2 separate regions of the Oryzias latipes genome follow, and region 1 is linked to region 2. The links are chromatin contacts, called in public Hi-C maps. All regions are on one chromosome and are shown on one strand. Each heading gives the region's core, a stretch centred on a gene start, on an enhancer-like site or on the middle of the called end of the contact. The rest is flanking DNA. Distances are from core to core; before and after follow the strand shown.

Evidence for each region. Hi-C and Micro-C count contacts between places; a contact is called where the count stands out from the background.
Region 1: a contact with region 2 is called in a Hi-C map of embryo, with 1.7 times the contacts expected there. The contact joins two enhancer-like sites. A contact is called at or near these places in 2 of 5 Hi-C or Micro-C datasets (embryo and gastrula embryo).

The regions. Positions count from the first base shown.
Region 1 is chr14:24,542,007-24,544,837 of ASM223467v1, reverse strand. No RefSeq gene overlaps it. Among protein-coding and RNA genes, the nearest start is that of LOC101161079, 15 kb to the left of the region's middle. Within about 2 kb of position 1,452, at least 1 of the 8 cell types and tissues checked has an H3K27ac peak or open chromatin away from gene starts, as enhancers often do. A contact at or near this core is called in embryo, where this site is marked.
Region 2 is chr14:24,496,844-24,499,957 of ASM223467v1, reverse strand. No RefSeq gene overlaps it. Among protein-coding and RNA genes, the nearest start is that of LOC100049521, 29 kb to the right of the region's middle. Within about 2 kb of position 1,722, at least 3 of the 8 cell types and tissues checked have an H3K27ac peak or open chromatin away from gene starts, as enhancers often do. A contact at or near this core is called in embryo, where this site is marked.

The sequences.
Region 1 (2,831 bases), core at 203-2,702, 45 kb before region 2:
GTCTGTGGGCGACACAGATAAACAGAAACTCCCAAACTTCATGTTCCACACAGCTCGCTTGGACTTGAGCTTGATTGTACTGGACAGCGTCTTTTCAGAGCCAAACCACACTCCTCTGCAGATTTCAAAGAAAAGCCAGAGGCTCTGGCAGAAAAACCGATCCCCACTCAGTGTCCCAGCGTGAGCGGCGGCCCTGTGGACGCTGGCCGCATCAAAACCTGCCATCACCGCGACTCCGACACAGGAGGAGCTGTTTTTAAACCCTCTGCTGAAAAAGACTATTATTATCAACTTATGAGGAAAAACATTCGGTGTTCTCTCATTTATTTACTTTTAAACTTTAACTTGCTGAATTCAGCAACAAGATTATTTCATTCCTAGCTGAACATTTTGGTTTTCTTAGGGGGGGTTTATTTCTTTTTCTAGTAAATATTTGTGTAAGGTTCAGCTTCAAACACCTCAAAAGTACAAATTTAGATCTCAAACTAACATAAAAGCTGGAAAAAGTTCTACTTTTTTTCTCTCCGTTCTGGCTGAGGATGAAACATCAGTGAAGCTGATTATTCCTAATTTAACACATGTTTTTAAAGAAGCCCTCTTTGGCTGAAATGTCCAGCTAATTGGTTTGTTAAGACGAGAGAAAAAAGGCTGAGGGGAGGGACAGGCAGGAAAATATCCCCCCTTTCTTTCATTCCAGACAGGTTAAATGTGCAGTTAGGCCCCAACAATGGAGCCGGGCTTTCACATGCAAACATGAGGTATACGGAGCGAGCCAGGTTTTGTGGCTGGTGCAGAGACTTCAATTGAGAAGCAGCAAAGCGTAACGGTATCTCCACCCGTCCAAGCCTCCCACTTTCCCTCCCTTCTTCATTCCGTCCCTATGAAATGATAGGGAGGGAATTTATTTTCCCTCCATCTCTGGACTTCTTCTTTCGTCTCAGCTTGGTATCTGACAAATACAGTATTATCATTTTTAGACACTCTTGCTCGTCTTCAGCAAAGATTATTGTAGGATTTTAAAGGAAACCTTCGAAATACATTGTCTTAAATTTCCATTTTAAAACAAATTGTGGCTCTGCAGGTTATTAAACACTCATTTTGCAATCCCTCTGCACTTTTTAGTGTGCAAAAACAAAAATAAAATGTGCAGCAATACTGAAGCATTCCAGCAACCTATTTGAGTTTTTTAGATTTAAAGAATACGACTAAAGCCTTTTGAGTTCAAGCACTAAGAAGCTTTCTGGCTATTTCAGAAGAAGAACAGGAACTTTAAAAACCTTCAAACTCAAGCAGCACACAGACAGGACAGTGGTAGGGAGGGGTCCTGCAAAGAAAGAAAAGAAAGAAAAAATGTGAGCTTGGGGATGGTAGCTGAGGGTATATTGGGTTTGTCATACAAAGGCAGAGGCCGTGAAATGGTGCTTGTAAAAGCGCGGCGCTGGTCGCCTCATTGAGTTGTCAATCTGCCCGGCAGGTCCCCTCCATGATGAGACCTGTCAGACCCTCAGACGCGGAGCAGGAGGGGTTGGAGATGACCTAATGCCAAATCATCTACCCCCTTTTTCTCTCTCAAAGCTTTCAAAAGACACCCCCACTGGTCCGTAATGTCGCCCCCGTGGAGCGGTAAAAGGAGACGGACTGGTCCAATCAAGACCGGACCCTGGACTGCGTTAAGGACAAAACTGGACACTGAGGAAATTTGAATCCAGACATCATCCAACCTGTTTGGAGAAAAGTGAATGTCCAGAATATATAAAGATTTCAGTGAAGTTTCTGACATGTGAGATGAAGAAAAGCATTTGTACAGAAATGGAGGGTTTGGATAAAAGCAGACTCTACACCAACAGTTTTAGGTTGATGCTAATCCTCAACTGTGTCTGAATAAGTGATTTGTTTAAGCATTTTTTCTATAAAATCTGAGAAAAAACTACACATGAAATTGTGAAACCCCCCCACAAAAGACTCAACTTCATCACCAAAAAGCTTAATTTAACAGAGTTGCGCTCTCTAAAACTAAATTAACAAAAAACTAAATAAACATAATGAGATTTTAGATAATTATTGTTAATTTGTACATTTTTTACTCACAGTGGTTTTCCAGATTTCCTAATTCTCCCAAAAATTCTCTGAACCTTTTTTATTTTTACAGTGAGTTTGAAAGTTTTAATAAAACTGTTTTACAATTCCCAGTATTTTAAATATCACTCGTGGATTTACAATCTTCTAAAAGTACTCTTGTTTCAGGGAAAACAGTAAATTCAAGGTAGATTCTGAGTCTTCAAAACGTTTGTACATTATGATAAAGTCCGAAATCCCCAAACGTCTGCTTCTGGTTGAGCTAAAGATCCAGTTTCCATGGTTACCTCTTCAAAGGAGGAGGAGGTGATGGAGCTTCACCTTCAGACCTCCTTCACCTCCTTCCATTTGTGACAGCATTTCTGTCTCCCGGAGATCAGCTCTGCATGCGATGCTTTGTTGGGTCTGACAACGTGACATCTTTGTCTTTGACAGACACATGGAGACGCACAGCTCCTGTCTTCACTGGCCTCTTCACTAATTCTCCTTTAAAGACCCAATACAAGAAAAACTAATGTTTTTGCCATTTTAACATCAACTTTGGGCTTTTTTTTAAATGATGAATGACATATATTAAGATATTGAAGCTAAAATGTGCATTTCTGAATATTTATTTATTTAAATTGTTGTTGAAAAGAGCTCAAAAGATGACTGGAGGGGGTCTTTAAAGGTTTTACGCCATTTAAATTTGACAAGCATGATGAATCCCAAAACCAGCAGCACTGTGTTGCAAATACAATTTAGACAATTTCCAT
Region 2 (3,114 bases), core at 473-2,972:
ATGCAACGTGCTGCTGCCAGACAGCAGCGTTGAAACTTGATGCCCCTGACACGCAAATCAAGTTCGATCTGAACATAGCTGAAGTCTCAAGTCCAAGTCCAAGTCCACAACTCTTTGCTGAGATTTTAGAGGAGTAAAGCAACTTTGAAAGTGACCTCAAATCCCTCTAAGATACACACAACCTGCATTTTACAAGTCTTTGGCCATAATTCATTGGCCGTATTTTGAAGTCAGTTTTCTACTGTCACAATAAAATAACCAGTTTGGACGTCAATCACGAAAATAGTACAGATATTTCAATGTTGGTTAGCGCTCTTGCCTCATAGTAAGAAGGCCCCGGTTCAAGTCCCGACTGGGGGGACCTGAAACAGAATCACTATTGGGGGACCTTTCTGTGTGGATTTTGCATGTTCTCCCAGTGCATGCCTGTTTTTCTGGGATCTCCGGCTTCCTCCAACCGCTCAAAAACATGTTTTATAGGTTAATAGGTGCCCGAGATGTGAATGCGTGTGTGTATATGGGTGTGTGATTGTGACCCTGCGTCAGACTAGTGAGCTGTCCAGGGTGTCCCTTGCATTTGACCGCGAGTTGCCAGGTTAGGCTCCAGCAGCCACGTGACCCTGAAAGGGACAAAAATGGGTTTAGAAGATGGATGGACCTGACACGTATCAAGTCATGAAATGAATGAGAGAATTTCCTGAAGGTGGTAAAACACAATGAACGTGGTTCACAGTCTCACTTAAATCCCTACTTTCAATCCTGACAAGTCCCAAGTATCTGCATGTAAAGTCTCAAGTCCTTTTTATTGACGTGAGTAACCGTCTCTGTTTGAGCAGCGTGAAGGCAAATGAATGAAGTTGGAGCCAATATGTCGTTTCATTTACTTTGTGCTGCAATTCTTTCCTGCAGATTGAAATGATTATCATCAGGGGTGTAACAGTTCGTTTTAACAACAATTCAATTAACATTACAATGCAGTATTTGGCTGTTGATACAATTCACTGTCGATAATCGTTACACCCAAATGATCATGCTTTGAGGGTAGTTTGCTAACCGGTGTTTTGGCTGTCGTGTGATGAACTGATTGATTTCTTTTGTTTCTGTGTTTCTGTGTCTACCCAAAAAGCAGTAGTTGCAATGGTGCTGCAAAAAGAATTTCTACTTTAGATTTTTAACCCCTTTTTAATTCTTTATTTAATTTACTTAATTTAACTTTAATTGTTTTTCTCCAAAATCCACTATTTGTCCATATAGTACAAAGTGATTTCTCATCAGCAATAAAAAAAAATTTTTTATTGCATTGTAAAGACATTGTGTGACCTTTGAAATCAAAATGCATATTTACAGATTTTTGTAATACAAAAAAGCTAAAGTTAATCCAACAAAAGGTTGGAGTTGGACAGTTTGGGGGCCATAGTGGGTTGTGTCCAGGTGGACAATTACTTACCACTTCCTGTCATTGAAAGGATGCTGGGACTCCACTTTGCAGTGAAAGCTTTTGTGTGTTTTTAAACCACAACGGCACGGTGAGTGTGTGTGTGTGTGTTTGAGACAAAACAAAAAGCCTCTGTTTTTCCTCCCGTGGGACCAATCATCCGCTCTGCAGCTGTACGTCCTGATGACAAAACGTCCCCTAAACGCACAGGACGCGCATAGATGCACACAAACCCACTAATGTCCACCTTTATACCAGAACCCTCTCGAGTGCGCAGAGTTGCACACGTGCGCACTGACCTCTGACCTCTCTGACCCCCAGCCCCTCTCAGGAGACTTCAGCTGGACGGCCCTGAACACCTGCCTCTTATTTCCACGCTCAGCACAGAACCTCACAGCGACTGCAGAAAGGCCAGGAGAGTTCTACAGAGCAGTGACGGTAAATGACTGAGATGGATTTTGGTGTCCGACACCACGGCCAGTTACAAACCTACAACCTGGCTTTATGATTGTGTTTGCCCCAAAAATTCACCAAGACGTTCAGATTTTTTCAGGAACTATGACACGACAAATCCCAGAACTGAGTGAGATGTCCAGACTTAGCTTTCGTTGAAGCTCTGGCAAAGGCGCACAGCCCTAACGGGGATTCAGCAGAGCAGTTCTCCGCCCAAAAAAAACAAATCATAAGAAAGTTGTTGGATTTTATTACAGAAAAACAAAACAAAAATGCTTCCCTTATGATAGAAATATGAAAAAACAATTAGGTTGGAGATTTTGTAGGTTGAATATAAAAATTTATTAAAGCTGAAATCAAATTACATGTCTCTTTTTCATGAATCTTAAATGAGACTGTTCAGTAGTGAGCTATCAATCAAATCAAACTTAAAGTTTTATTTCGAACCACCTATCTATTAGCCATGTCCTAAAATACATTCTTCTTTGAATGTAGTAGAAAATACAGTAAAGGGTCTTCTGGGAAATCACCTTCATCAAGTTTGGTTATGTAACTGGGAGGATAAAACAGAAGACAATGTTTTGAAATTGGATGAATACCAAACAAAGGTTCTACTTTTAATCAGCAAAAAAGGCTGTGACCAACAAATGGTCTAGAGAGTGGACCCTCCTGGATTGGTTGGAGATAGTACGAACCACTTACTCAAGGGAAACATTTGATGTTTTGGCTAAAACTAGAAAAAGACTAAAAATATATATATAAGGGAAAAAAGTGTCAATATGTGCAAGTGATTTAAAATAACAAAGGAGTACAACACCTAAAACTTGGTGTTAAAATAAAGTATAAAAACAACCTCATTATTTGTGTTTCTTTGTTTTTTACATAATTTGTGTCTAATTTTCATGTTTACTTCATTTAACTGTTGCTGTGTGTGTTAATTTTTGCTCGGTTTGCATAAATTAAACTAAGAAATAGTTTATAATCCCCAACAAGACTAAAGAAATTTCATTTAAAAAAGCAAAACATTAAATACCTACATATATCTGATTGAAATAAAGTAGCATAAAGACCCGCTTTGGTCATCTTTTAAATTTATTTAAAAGTGTTCCTAGTGGTCTTTTAATTGGGATTGTGCTGTTTTTAGCCAAAGAAAAAGAAAAACCTCCGTCGTTTTCTAGGACTGCATTTTTTGTCTGCTCCTGATTCACAATTATTTAAATAAATAA